2 separate regions of the Mus musculus genome follow, and region 1 is linked to region 2. The links are chromatin contacts, called in public Micro-C maps. All regions are on one chromosome and are shown on one strand. Each heading gives the region's core, a stretch centred on a gene start, on an enhancer-like site or on the middle of the called end of the contact. The rest is flanking DNA. Distances are from core to core; before and after follow the strand shown. Region 1 overlaps Morrbid (myeloid RNA regulator of BCL2L11 induced cell death). Region 2 overlaps Acoxl (acyl-Coenzyme A oxidase-like).

Region 1 (6,979 bases), core at 3,776-6,275, 210 kb before region 2:
GGTCACAGAGAGCTCTTGGGCTTTATGACACCCTGTCTCTTGACTCTGTCAGGTTTGTCGCCTCGGGTGAGGAGGAGTCTTGCGTCTCCTTCCCTTACTTTTCTCTGAGTACAATTTGACTTCGGCAAAGAGTTTACTGGAAAGAACACGCTCAGGTTTGCAAGGTTGAACAGTCACTGTGAACAGGAAGCGCGTGTTCTGTCTGTGTTTCGTTTGTCTGTGTGTGTGGAGATGGAGGCTGATCTTGGGGTCTTTGTCGTGCTAGACAAGTTCAGCTCGCATCAACTGCTGAGCTGCAGGACCAGCCCTAAAATTTTATTCTTTTAAGTGTTGAGAGAAAGTCTCAAGTTACTCAGGCCAGTCTTAAACTCGATCTACAGCCCAGGCAGGACTTAGCCCTGTGATCCTCCTGCCAGCCGCTGGGATTTCGGTCCTGTGCCTAGTACAAAGAGTATTTTATGCTGTGTTTAGAAACCTCGGAAGGCAAACATTCATTTACTCTGAGCAGATAAGAAGAAAGATTGACAGGAAAGTAAACGGTTCTCGAATGGCTTGTGTGGACAGTCTGTTGAGTACCTTGCTAGCTTCCTTCAGGGGATGTCTTGACTTTCCTTAAGGCCACCCTGCTTACTTGGAGGCCAGGCCACCTCATGGAGCTAAGGATGCAGACAGCATTGGGCCTCTCAGAGTGGCTGGCTACTGCCTCCATCCCTACCTAACACTGACACTGCAAAGGTGGGAATGCTCTCTGTACTGTCATCACCACCTCCCTCCCCAGCACTGCCTGTCAGCTGATGATTTTGAACTAGTGCAAGAACAAATGTGCTTCAGCCACCAGCCCTGAAAATGGAAAGTTGTCTGTTCTTTATGCTTCCACTTGGGCTTGGACAGGGCAAACAGGGGCCAGACTGGAGCAGAGGGCTTATTCGAGGGGCTGTGGACCAGCAAGTGTGTAGATAGGATTCCAAACTGATCTTGACTGTGAAAACTTTTGAAAGGGAAAGTCCTTACCAGGCAGTGTTTTCCCCTGACACTAATTTTGTTTGTCTTCTGGTTGAAGATAATGAATTACCATTAGGAATAAATTGGGGCCTCAGTGTCTTCTCTGCTGGCTAAGGTGTGGGGTTACCTTGCATGGGAGGAGACAGCGAGCCTCTTATTTTCCCTTCCCGTATTTCCCCTTTGCTTGTTCATTTCTCCATTTTGTCATTCCCGATGTCTTCAGCCCTTGGCCTTTCTGCCCATTCCTCTCTCTTTACACAGTCATGTTTATTTAATTTTGGATGTTCTCTTCTGGCCAAGAGTTGGCTTGGTGCACACCAAATGGAAATAAATGTGATTAACTCTGTTCTAGACTCAGAGGGACTGAAATATAAGAAGATCGATGCCAGATGTTGTTGTGATGACAACCTGTTGGGTTGAAGGACCCCAGGAAGACACAGTCCAGATTCACAGGGACAGAGCCACTCACCTATTGTCACATGCAGCACAGAATAATGCAGAGGCATGGCATCATAACAATTCCTGAATGGTGCTTCTCAGAAGATGGTACTTCTTGGGGTCTGGTACCTGGACTAGTGAGGCTTCTCAGGGGATGGGACCCCAACCCAGAATGACAACATCACCTGATAACTTCATCTTCATCATTATCATCATCATCATCATTGTTGTTATTCCTTTTGTTTTGTTTTGAGATTGTAATAAAATTATATCATTTCTCCATTGCCCTCCCTCCCTCCAAACCCTGTGATTTACCTCTCCTTGCTCTCTCAAATTCATAGCCCCTTTCCCCCCACAAATTGCTGTTATACATATATACGTACATACACATATTTCTAAACACACAAAAACAACCTGCTCAGCCTGGATAATGTTACTTGTATGTATGTTTTCAGACCTGTCCATTTGGCATCGGCTGACCAGTCGGTGTGCCTCTCCCTGGGGAAGGGTTGTTCTTCCTGCTCTTTGCTTTCTGTAGTTGCCTGTAGTTCTTTGTGTAGGGTTGAGGTCTTGTGGGCCAAGATCCAAAACTTCACTAGCCCTGAGTAGTTAGCCAGGTTTCGAGTACTGGACAAAGTTTTTCTCTTGTTGGGGAAATTCTTTGAAACACACTTTCTCTGGGACCTTCCCAGAATCGCCAAATCACGCAGTCAGAGAGCAGGGCCCATGGCTCTATTTTAACAAGATCTGCATGCTTGTGTTGCGTGTGCAAACATTTATCCTCAGTGTCTAGTGCTTAGACACTGTTTACTGTGGTTAAGTGGCATGGACTGATAGCATGAGGATGGCCTGAGAATAGGTGAATAATTGGTCACACCAGAGAGGGAGGGGGGAGGGGGAGAGAGGGGGAAGGGGAAGGGGAGGGGGAGAGGGAAAGGGAGGTGGGGGGAGGAAGAGGAGGAGGAGAAAAGGGATCCAATCCGGACCCCTCACCTCTTAAGGCCCCACTTGGGTTAAACAGTAGCCAGGCACACAGGACACAGAAGACAGAGGGGACAGAGAAATAGAAAAGTGCCAACACTTTACCAACTGAGTTGCCTTCTCCTTAGCCTAAGAAAATATTTTAAAACAAAACAAAACAACCCAGCCACTTTCTAAGTATACAAAAAACTCAATGAGTAACAGTAAACATAGGTTAATAAGTAGTATTAATATTTTCTATGGAGATATCAGGTCTTTGAGAGGTAGCTCAGCTTCCGGGTTCACCCATTCACTCATTCAGTCCAGCATGAAGCTGGCATGGGACGTCCAGCCTGGAAATAAGTAAGTCTTGGATGAGCCAAAGGCTGGAGCAAGAGAGGACTCGCTCCCATCCCAACAATGAAGGGATGCAGGGCAGAGTGGTGGAAGGGCAGAGATGCTCCCAAAGACAGGGTAAAGGGAGCCTCACCCCACATTCTGCCCTTAGTTTGGGCTGGAAATGTCCCTAGAAGAACAGAGAAACCGAGGAGGGATCATGAGCTAGTCCTCAGCCCATCGCCCGTGCTTTGAGCTCTCTCTTGACACAGCAAGCAAGACTGATTATAGACAAATGTCCGTTCTTGCTTTCTGCATCCAGGGCCTGAGAGATCTCAGACGCCCATGCTTGCTCAGGAAGCTGTTTCTGACATTGGCCTGTTTGGTGACCAGAAACTGATGCTGTTTCTCCACGTGGCCTACAGCTGGCCAGTTGGCAGTGGTACGGCTGAGCCTCAGAATACTGACAATGGCTGTTTTCATCCCATGAGCAGATTGGTGTCAAGGCTGGAAAGAAAGAAAGATTTTTCACTCAACTCCCACTCTTCCCAAACAAGCCAACAAGAAGGCGAGGTGTTTGGAGGCCTCCCACACCCTATACGTGACCCTTTTTGTATTTGCTCAAGGTGGTAGTACCACAGTTAGAACCTTTGGAGTTTTTTTGGTATCCTTTTAGTCTGTGTTAATGTGTCTCTGCTGTACTTAAATTCTCTTCAAAATGACCTCCACATCGATACATTTCTTGGAATTCACATGTGAGTAAGAAAAGATAAGATAGGCTGGCAAGATGGTTCAGTGGTTAAGAGCGCGGACTGCTCTTCCGAAGGTCCTGAGTTCAAATCCCAGCAACCACATGGTGGCTCACAACTATCTGTAATGAGATCTGATGCCCTCTTCTGGAGTGTCTGAAGACAGCTACAGTGTACTTACATTAAATAAATAAATAAATCTTAAAAAAAAAAAAAGAAAAAGAAAAAGAAAAAAGAAAAGGTAGGATGATTTTATTATTATTTTTTTTTTTTTAGTTGTCCAGACTGAGTAATTATTTAAGATATGGCTTTAAAGGCTGGGGCTGAGTGGGTAAGAGCACTTGCTCCTAGAACATGAGGACCCGGGACCAAATCCCCAGCATCCAGATAGCAAGCTATGCGTGACTGCACACGTACTGTAACCCCACTGCTATGTGGGGGTGGAGGTAGGGGAAGGAGGATATCCATAGTTTAATGGCTGCCAGCTTAGCTCCAAGTGCAGAGAGAGACCCTGTCTCAAAGGAATAAGGTGAAGAGTGACAGAGCCAGGTACCTAGCATGCTCCTCTGGCCTCTCCACTCATGCATGTGCACATCTGCATACATAAGTATGCACTTGCATGCGCACACGCACACACACACACACACACACACACACACACACACACACACGGCAGGTAATCAGTTATAATTACATGAAGCCTTGTTGGACTATTAGAGCTCACAGAAAGCAATCTCTCTCTCTCTCTCGAAGGCAGAAGGAGCCCTTTGACCTCTAGAGACATTCCAAAAGGCTGAGGTACCACGTCCAAAGAATGTGACCTCAGGTATGTTTGTGGAGGAAATTCTGAGAGGAAGTAAAGTGGCACTCTGTGGGCACTTGCTGGAAAACCCACATCTGCCAACTGAGCTGAAATCTTACTCAGAGCTGGAACAAGACTGTTTCTGACTCCCTGCATCGCTTCCACCCATGAAAAGAAAACTCTGTTTTTCTTGTTTCTCTCGTCAGGCTGCCTGGAGATGGGAGAGAGAAACTTAATCAGTTGGGCCTGTTCTGTTAGACCAGATGATTCCCCTTTAGAAAGATCCCATTTTATAAGGTGCAGGAGGCCAGCACATTATGATGGTTGTCGGGAGATCCCAGTCGAAGGTGGGGAGCAGGGAATGAGGCTTCCACAAATCCACTGTGTGCAGGGGACCCCTCAGTAGGCAGCAATGCTCCAAGAGACTGGGAAAAGAGCAGTATGTCTGGATCGTGGACCCAGAGGCTAGGGAAACCAGACCGCCTTCTCAGTCAGCTGTATGCAATGGTGTTAAGCACAGCGCTGCTCAACCTTCCTAGTGCTGTGTCGCCTTAATACAGTTTCTCACATGGTGACCCTTAACCACAAAATATGTCCTACTTCATCACTGTTGTGAGTTGTAACGTAAATGTCTGTGTTTTCCAGGGATGACCTCTATAAAAAGGTCATTTGACCTCTATGGGGGCCGCAACCCACAGGTTGAGAACCATCTGTCCTACACATTAGGGTAGCACTGAAGCATCCCAGCGACAGAAAGAACAGTGTCTGGCTCTCATTGTCCAACATGAGAAATCACAACGTTCCTTTGGGGAATTCTTTTTCCTGGCAATAAATCCTCAGGGGGAAAAAATCCTGTGACAGAACCAGCCCCAGAGGAATGTCCATAGGTCAGAAGGAGGCCACCTAGCTTGGAAGGTTCTGGAAATTCTAGTTGGGCATTGGGAGGAGTCCAGGCAGCTGCGCTGATGCAAGGGGGCTCCAGAGAGGAAGGAGAACCTCGGGAGTTAGTCAGAGGACGTTGCTCAGAATGAGGGAGAGAGTGGGGGAGGCTACCAGTGGAGGCCAGGGACCGATGTCACTTCACTATCTGTAACTTCCTGTTTTGGAGAAAGAGCCTGAGCTTGCTTTGGGGGAGGGGAGCATGAAAGGTGAAGCCTGGAAGATTGGTGCTTGTGCTCTCACTGGAGGGCAAGAGGGGGTTTAAATGGTCAGAGCAGGGGCCTGGAGAGATGGCTCAGCGGTTAAGAGCACTGAATGCTCTTCCGAAGGTCCTGAGTTCAAATCCCAGCAACCACATGGTGGCTCACAACCATCCGTAATGAGATCTCACGCCCTCTTCTGGAGTGTCTGAAGACAGCTACAGTGTACTTACATATAATAAATAAATAAATCTTAAAAAAAAAAAAAAAAAATGGTCAGAGCAGGATGGGGTGACAGACCTGGGCAGACTAGAAGGAAAAACAATTGGTGATTCTGATTCATTCACCTCAATTGTCACAGAACAGAGCAAACACACATGTAATAAAATCATAAAAGTCTGTGGGAAGTAGAAGAAAGAAACTTCAGCAGATCAAAGCAGCTGATGGGTCAGATACTGGGGTCGGGCCTTTGAACCCCCCAAGGCTACACGAGGCTCCTACCTGGCTGAGATCTATGGCTCTTCTGTTCTCGGACTATTGACACAACAGCCTGGCTGCTCAGAGAAATGGGCTCTGAGGATCCTGGCATCCTTGAGGTAGCTCCAATTTCCTAGATGAGCGTGGGGAGAGTGGAGGGATCTGGGTCTCCTGAGAAGAATCGAAGGTGGAAACTGGAGATAAACACGGGGAGAGAGCTTGCTGTCTATGGCTCAATTGCTCTGCTGAACTGCCTCTTGGTTGAACTGCTGCACAGCCTGAAGGAAACCCTATTCCACCCAGGCTTCCCTCCAGAGCAAAATATCAGCCCTCCTCTGCCAGTGGAGTCCACTGGATAGCCAGGCCTGCTGTCCCCAGAGCCTCTGTCAAACCCGTGATCCTTCTCTTTCCCTGTGACCAACAGTATAGACTCCTGGAACTCAGAAGGACTCCACATGGCTAGAGTGTTCCCAGTGGAATCAGTAGTCTGTCACAGAAAAGGCAAAGATGACTCAGGAAGCAGACGTCTGAAGAGATGCCTGGCCTGACTCCATGGAGGTTTTAGAAAGACATTCACTCTTTCCATAGAGTGGAGAGCCTCACTGGTGCTATGCACATTAAACATCAGATGAACTCGCTCCATCTCAAGGGTATTCTGAGTACCCCTCCCCCAACCCTCACCAAGGGTCTTCCCTGCTTTTTGGTACCCTCTCCCAATCATATAGAATTTAAGGCAGATTATAAATTTAACTACTCTGCTAAGTTGCGATAAGTAATAAATTCATTTCTTTTTGTGTGTGTTTTAAAGCTTTGTAGAAAACAACAATGTCAACAACACTAACCCAAACATTGTAAGGCTGAGACACAAAGACATTGAGTTTGAAGGTAACCTGGGCTACATAATGAATTGTATATTCCAGACCAGCCTGGGCTACATGGCAAGCCCTGTCTCAAAAATAAACAAATAGATGAAAATCTATTTTTGCCCAAAATAACTGTTTACGGTAACTTCCATGAAATGCCCCAGGTCTGGGTTTTGCTGTTAGTGTCTCCAGCTGGGCACGATCTTTGATGTA
Region 2 (7,038 bases), core at 3,698-6,197:
ACAAACCTGGTGGGAATGGGGACCGAAGAGTCTTCACAAGTGCTGAGAGAGAAGCTGGAGAGGCAAGGTAGGACTATTTGGTTGAGAGAGGGCATTAGTTACTTACACAAAGCCATGACTGAAATGCCCAACAGGAATAATTTAAGAGAGAAAAGGCTTATGCCTTGTGGTTTCCAGAGGTTTCAGTTTCTGTGGTTCAGAAAGCATGGCAGCGTTCATGGCGGTGCGAGACTGTAGTGTGTCTTGTGACTCCATCAAAGCCTGGCTTCCTGTATGTGCTCTTAAGGTGCTGGGGAGGAAGAGGTATTGGAAGCAGGGCTTCTCTGTTGGTCCTCTTACCTTCTGGTACTTGTTGCTTATTCTGACCTGGACAAAAGCTTTGGCTTCTACGATCTTGAGTTCTGCTGCTTCTGTTTCTTCCAGGGGTATCTGAATTTGCTGCAGCTGTATGTTCTCGCTGCTCATGTCTTCTGTCTTCTTGGAGGTGCATGTATAGAACATCTTCATGGGTTAGACTAAAGCACCTGTCCTCTGTTTTCAGTAATGTTGGACCACTGGAGGAATCAACAGTATGCATGGAAATGGAATATACTTGGACTACCCTACCACATGTGTAAGTGTTGAAAGTGTATTCCTCTACAACCATAAATTATAAGTCAAGTTTCCCAACAAGAGTCAGTACATTCCAAGTGCAGTGAATGAGCACTGTCCTAGGAACATCACCTGCTTGGCCATGGTCTACTCTTGACAAGTATGTTTTGGTTTTCGTTGCTGTTGTTTGGATCCCAAGAAATTATTGTAAGGAGAAGTCAAAAATTGCAATGTATAAAGAAGAATAATGAATAGGAAGTGTTAGATTGTGGTGGGAGAAGAGAGGGCAGGGTAGAAGAGGGAATATGGGGAAGGATAAATGACACTAGGGATCTTTCAAAGAAATATATATATATATATCATATATATTATATGCTATATATATATATATAATATATATATATAATATATATATATCACTCATAAAATGAGTTAAGATAGAGTTAATCCAAAACAGGGTGACAATGTCTCTACTAGATACATAGTCTAATAAATAAAAGTCTTGTGCCAAGAATGGGTTACTTATTTTTGGAGTTGTTGTTCCATGAGGTCCCATAGACCTCAAATATTATAGGTCACACTCCAGAAGCTACAGTAAGACCCTATTGCTGAAGATACCAACCACACTTGTGACTATGAGCATGGAAAAATCAAACTGGTCCTAACCTGTATGCTTCATCCCTACTGGCTAGATTTCATCATTCTGAAAGTTTTATATATACTATTAGAGAAGGAAAGTAGTCATCAATGTTATATAGCTGTGACTTTTGTGAGCTACAGCAATGATTAGCTTGCCAAGGCATGCAATAGTGGCAGGAACATCATGTAAGTAACCAACAACTTTCTCATTGGATTTAAGCTCTGCTCCATATATTGAAACTCATACTAGATCTGATAATGGGCCAAGAGCCTATGGCCACACAGGTCACAGGTACTAGGTGAGAAAATCTGCTATTATTTATTTTCTAAGTGGACACAGTATTAAATTGACTCCTAATGACTTATCATTAAACATACAGGTCAATGAATTCTCAACCTTCTATAATCCAAGGGAGGAATGGAAGCCTGGAAGGTGAAGGCCTTGAGAAGCTTCTATTTCACAACAGATGGTGATTAACATAGAGACCCACAATTGTCCAAAGTGCAGAGAATTAGAGACTTAGGAATGCTCAGCTCTGAATGGAATATTTATAATACACTTGCTCCTTTCAAGGCTCAGAGATCATTGTAGCAGAGGTTATATGAAGATGGTAAGGGCCAGAAAGTGGATAACCCAAACAGTGTTTTCTGAGCACAGCAGGATAGCTGCACATATGAACTACAGTTTTGTGACAGCATGCAAAAGACTTGTGCAAATACAGACCAAATCCCAGTGTGGAGAGGGGAGTTAAGGGGAGTTGGGCACACAGTTGGGCTCCCACCCCTAGGGAAGGAGCTATTGGCAATTGACAGCTGCTGGGAAGGGGGATGGATCTTGGAGGAGTTGGGGGAGGGAGACAAATACGATCAAAATACTCAACTACACACACACACATGCATGCATGCATGCACGTACACACAAAAGAATTTTACTACATATAAACTCCAAGTACACCAAAGTGAACATCAAGGGTCAGCTGATTGAGTGTTCAAAATGATCTATTGTTCTCTTACATCCTTTTATACATATCCACAAAAAAATCCTACACATTCCTGTCACACCCACATGGTGGCCTCTCCTAAGTGACATGAAAGAAACCTCAATCTCTTGAAAAAAAAATTACAAAGTAGTCTTCGTAGATATGAGCAAAGCACACATTTTTGTTCAGTGAAACTTCTTTGATGAGGCCTGCTCAAATATCTCGAAGATACTGTAAAAAACACCCACAGACAGCTCTCTCAGTTAGTGTGGTCATACAGTCTGAAGAAACATGAAGGAAAACACAAAATCCTGAGAGGTGCACACATTCCAAAACATCTTGGGAAAGCTTGACCTTCTCCCAAGTCCAAGTGTTTATGTCTAACCAAGTGGACTAAAGGAGCCGTCTCTCCTGGTGCAGCCGTGAGAGGCAACAGGAGGCAGCTTGGGAGGAGGGGTGGCCTTCAGGTAGCTTCTGTTTTTACTCACTTGTCTTAGCTCAGAAGAAATCGAGAGAGGGACTCAGACACATGACCACAAGGGCAACTAGAAGTAGCCGGATGGTGTGGCCTCCTGAGCTTAGTGGTTCTGTTCTCTGAAAACACCTCTGAGATGCCCACATAAGTTTCAGTGAGGCTCACTTACAGGACGGAATGGAACCCAGTAGTCTCTCCCCCTGAACAGGGGTCCAGGTGATCAGGAGAGGAGAGAGAGAAGATGCCGGACAGAATGCAAAGGAAGAGGACGAAGGTTCTGTGTCTTGACCCATGAATGGATAATGGATAAAAGGTGAGTGTCTGTGACCAAGGCTGCTTCAAGGTCACAGGAAACCAACCAGTCCTTGGAAGGACAGGCTGAGGCATGGAGCTCATAGCAGGGAATGAACATCAGTGTGGGAGACCTCAGACTACCAAAACATCTCATGTGCTTAAATCTGTCAGGCCAAGTCAGGGCCTCACACAGCCTGGACTCAGATGAACTGGGCTTCCCAGATAAACTCAACACTTGGAATCAGCAGACCTTCCTTATTATAAAATAAGCATCATTGAAAGTTAAAAAAATAACACAAACAAACAAAAAAAATAGACAGACCAAAAATATCACCCCTTAGGCAAATGAGTTGAAAAATCCCTTAAGAGTAACATCCTATTTTTTTCCCACCCATTTCTCAAGTCAGAAGACACCTGGTAAAGAAACTGTATTTAGGTAAAGAAATGCAACTCCTGGTATACACGGTTTCCTGAAGGCACAGGATGGAAATGACATCATGGAAACACTGGTGTTCAAGGTCAGTATGTACATTTCTAGGTGAAAACAGGAGGCTTAGTCATCAGTGGAAACGTGCGTGTGTCTCTACACTTGCGAGCCGCTTTCTTGCCTTCAGACACAGTTTTTATTAAGATTGCACAGGCTGTTTGCCTGACCTTTATCGGCTCTCCTAAATGCACACCCTAAATATAGGTTATACCGCACTTCTGTCCATGCCATCAGGGAAGAGATAAAATGGTTATTCCTGAGAAGAAAAGGAGTTTGTTTTCGATTCAAGGACAAAGAACCTAAGACATGAGTTGACTGTCTCGACAGTTGACACAAGTGGTCTGATTTGTATGGCATTCCCGCTGGTGACGATAGGGAGGATGGGGCCAACCAGGAAGGTGTGGGATTCTTTGTCTTAATTAAAAAGTATAAATCGGAGACATGGAATTTGGCCAAGTCTCATAAATCTGCTGAAAGAATCGAGACTGTCAGAGAAGTTTAAATAAAACCAACCAGGTCCACTGAGAATCACGTAGGCTCCCTGCTAGTTGTCGACACCCACTTCCCTGTCACTTCTGTGTTCCACAGACTGTGGTTGTGCTCATTAACCAGCCACCCTCCCGCCAGCCACTGACAAGTGTATCCCCGTGGAGCACAAAATTCAGAGATGATAAATTTACTCCCGCTTGTAAAAAAAAAAAAAAAAAACAAAAACCGGTGCTCTCCTCCGGGCAATCAAAAAACGCTAGGAGGCTTTAAGGAAATAAGAATTTAGCTGATAACCTACCTTCATTAGCAAAGCCTGGTCCTCCCTGTTGGGACATTGCCTCACTGCCGTCGTGAACTGCTCTAGTGCAACTGGAAGGGAAGAGACAGAAAGGTGAGTGGCCTCCCTGGGGACTGCCAGCACTGCCATGTGGGGGACAACCTCATGGTTATGGCAAAAACACATGGCATGCTGGGTGTGGCTGCTTGGGGGCATGTAGAGTTCCTTGCCTGCTCACTACATGGGCTGAAATCCGTGTCAGTGACTTCCCCACAGTGGGCTAGGCAGATCACAAGGCCAGCCCGCATCCGTGGGAACCACCAGAAAGTCCTAGGTTCAGCCACTGCATGAGCCATCCTGAGAAAACACTCAATCTCCATTCCAGTGACTCCGTAAAGAGAATCCCAACAGCCTTGGTACCTTTGGTATCTACCTTTAACTACCCTCTTCCACAGTGATTTCCACTGCATTAATTCACTATGTGGTTGAAGCATAATATGTCCCCAGATGTTGACCCAAGCAAGCCCCAGACTTCCCCAGATGTAGTTAGTCATTTTTCCTCAACTTTCTCCAACAGAATGGCTAAGGAAAACACAAGATGGCTCATAGAACAGATTTTAATGGATATTTAAATTAGCCTTACTGGTTCTGGGCATGCTACAGTTTCTATAAAGTACCTTCCTCTTTTCTGTATCTAAGGCCAGTCTCTCATCAAAGGCCTGCTATGTGAGCACTGGTTTTTATCTAAGTAAGCACATAGACTTTTCTTTTTCCCCTACTTGTGGTTTTGACTGTGTTATTTCACTTTTGAAGGTGTTTGCGTAAGATAATTCCCTGCCATCCCTGAACTTCAGTCCTCTTCCTTTGACAGGGATAGATGGACCCTTTACTGTCTAATCTCTCTGGATTGCCCTCTTGCTGCTGGACTCAGTGCTGGGTTCATACACCTGTCCTTCACCACTGCTCTGCTGACAGTTACCACAGCGGAGCCTTGCATACAAACACTGCAGGCTGCCTCAACCAACCGGGCACAGCGATGCACTACCCTAGGCTCCATCCCAACCTGAACAAAGCCTGCATGAGTGGAGAGATTTAAATCTGAAAGATTTCCTGGAGACCTCTGTTTGGATGCTTTGTCCCCAGGTGCTATTTTGGAAGATTCTAGAAATGTTTGGATTTGTGTTTAGCTAGTGGAGACAGACCATTAGGGGTGGTTTTGAAGGTAATTCCTGGTCCTGCCTCCCCGAACCCCCTACTCTGTGATTCCTGGTCTGTTGTGGTGAGAACATCTTCTGCCACACATTCTTGCCCCCATGGACAGAGCTGGCCTGCCATTTCTGTCCTACCATAATGGACTGCAACCCTTTGATACAGTAATTCAGGTGGAATAGCTTTTTGCTGTAAAGACTAGCCCACTGTATAGCTGTTGGTCTGAGAAAATGGTGGGAGACTTGAAACTCCAGAACATCTGGCTATCTTAGTCCCGTGGCAGGAGGCAATGCCCTTGGTTTTGCTCCTTATCATGACTCGCGTGCTTCTTACAAGAAGAGAGAGAAGGGAAAACTGAGGTCACCTGCTCACAGCTGCCACTGGCCATGTGCTATGGGAACTTTAGTAACCTCTGAGACCTAGGACAGAAGCTATCTCCTTAAAACAGCACTTTGTGGCAGTTATCAGAAAAAACCCCTCAACTGTGGCCTAGAATAGGTTGGCACACAATTAAATTTATCTCAACCTGCTCAGGGCTGAAGAACAACAGCGTAAGGGCAAGGAAAGACACTGGGGCACCACTGCAGCAGGGACCTCTTTACACACGGAGGCACAGTGAGTTTGAACATTCATGCCCAGGCATTATGTTGATTGATTGATTCATTTATGATCTTTAAGTTTACAGTAAGAACTGCTGAGAGCCATCGCTATACTTTCTTGGTGTGGTCCTCTTGGATACAGAAGAATATTCATATCACAGTTTTCATATGCACATAAGATACTAGTAAAAACCTTACTTTAAGGGCTGGAGAAAGAGCAAGACTCATCAGTTGAAAGTCCTTGCTGCTACTGTACACAACCCAAGTTCAGTTGCCAGCATCCATACCTGATGATTCACACCCACCAGTAACACCAGCTCCAGGGATCTCACACCTTAGTACTCCCCCAGGCACCTGCATACATGAGGTACACACTAACACAGACCCCCGACACACACACACACACAAACTGAAAAATAAAAACTCAAATATTCTTAAGACTTCTCTCTGAATTACCTTGTGGTCTTCTCCTGTCTTTCACCCTGTGCCACTTTAGGCAGATATTAAACCACGTTAAATTATCAACCCTGACAACACATGCTTCCCCCTTTCCCCTTCAGTTCTCAGGTTTCTGAGCAAAAGCCATCATCTCGGCAGTCAACAGAGCCTCGTGTTTTCTCTGCAAACAAACCCCTGTAAGTCATCAGCAGAGAGAGAGGGAAAGTCACATAGAGAAGACTCAGCACTATTTTTCTTCTCAGCATTTGGGATTTACAATAAGTTAAAAATGAAGTTTTTATCTCTGGTGATTTATCAAGCTTGAGATCTCACAAAAGATAAACAGATGCTCCAAAGAAAGAATACATCATCTTAATGTTTCATTTTGACACTTTGGGTATCTAAAAAGCACATATCTCCAATAGCTCTCTAAAAACATAATAGTTTCCATGATTTACACATTTAATATTTGTTTTAAGACACCCTGAACTGAGAATATGTCAGGAGGGGCCTCTGAAGACAATGGTCAGACTCGAAACACACGGATTATTTATAGACCA

What was found. Hi-C and Micro-C count contacts between places; a contact is called where the count stands out from the background.
Region 1: a contact with region 2 is called in a Micro-C map of the G1E-ER4 cell line. The contact joins two enhancer-like sites. A contact is called at or near these places in 2 of 39 promoter capture datasets (cranial neural crest and liver), 1 of 484 Hi-C or Micro-C datasets (the G1E-ER4 cell line) and 2 of 115 datasets of contacts at active chromatin or transcription factors (effector CD8 T cells and kidney).

The regions. Positions count from the first base shown.
Region 1 is chr2:128,295,372-128,302,350 of GRCm38.p6, reverse strand. Morrbid (myeloid RNA regulator of BCL2L11 induced cell death) reads left to right here. Exons shown (of 3, transcript NR_028589.1): 3 at 1,355-3,688. Among named protein-coding and RNA genes, the nearest start is that of Gm14010, 120 kb to the left of the region's middle. Within about 2 kb of position 5,025, at least 79 of the 459 cell types and tissues checked have an H3K27ac peak or open chromatin away from gene starts, as enhancers often do. A contact at or near this core is called in the G1E-ER4 cell line, where this site is marked.
Region 2 is chr2:128,083,645-128,090,682 of GRCm38.p6, reverse strand. Acoxl (acyl-Coenzyme A oxidase-like) reads right to left here. Exons shown (of 18, transcript NM_028765.3): 16 at 4,254-4,324. It also overlaps the pseudogene Gm23101. Among named protein-coding and RNA genes, the nearest start is that of Bcl2l11, 39 kb to the left of the region's middle. Within about 2 kb of position 4,947, at least 19 of the 459 cell types and tissues checked have an H3K27ac peak or open chromatin away from gene starts, as enhancers often do. A contact at or near this core is called in the G1E-ER4 cell line, where this site is marked.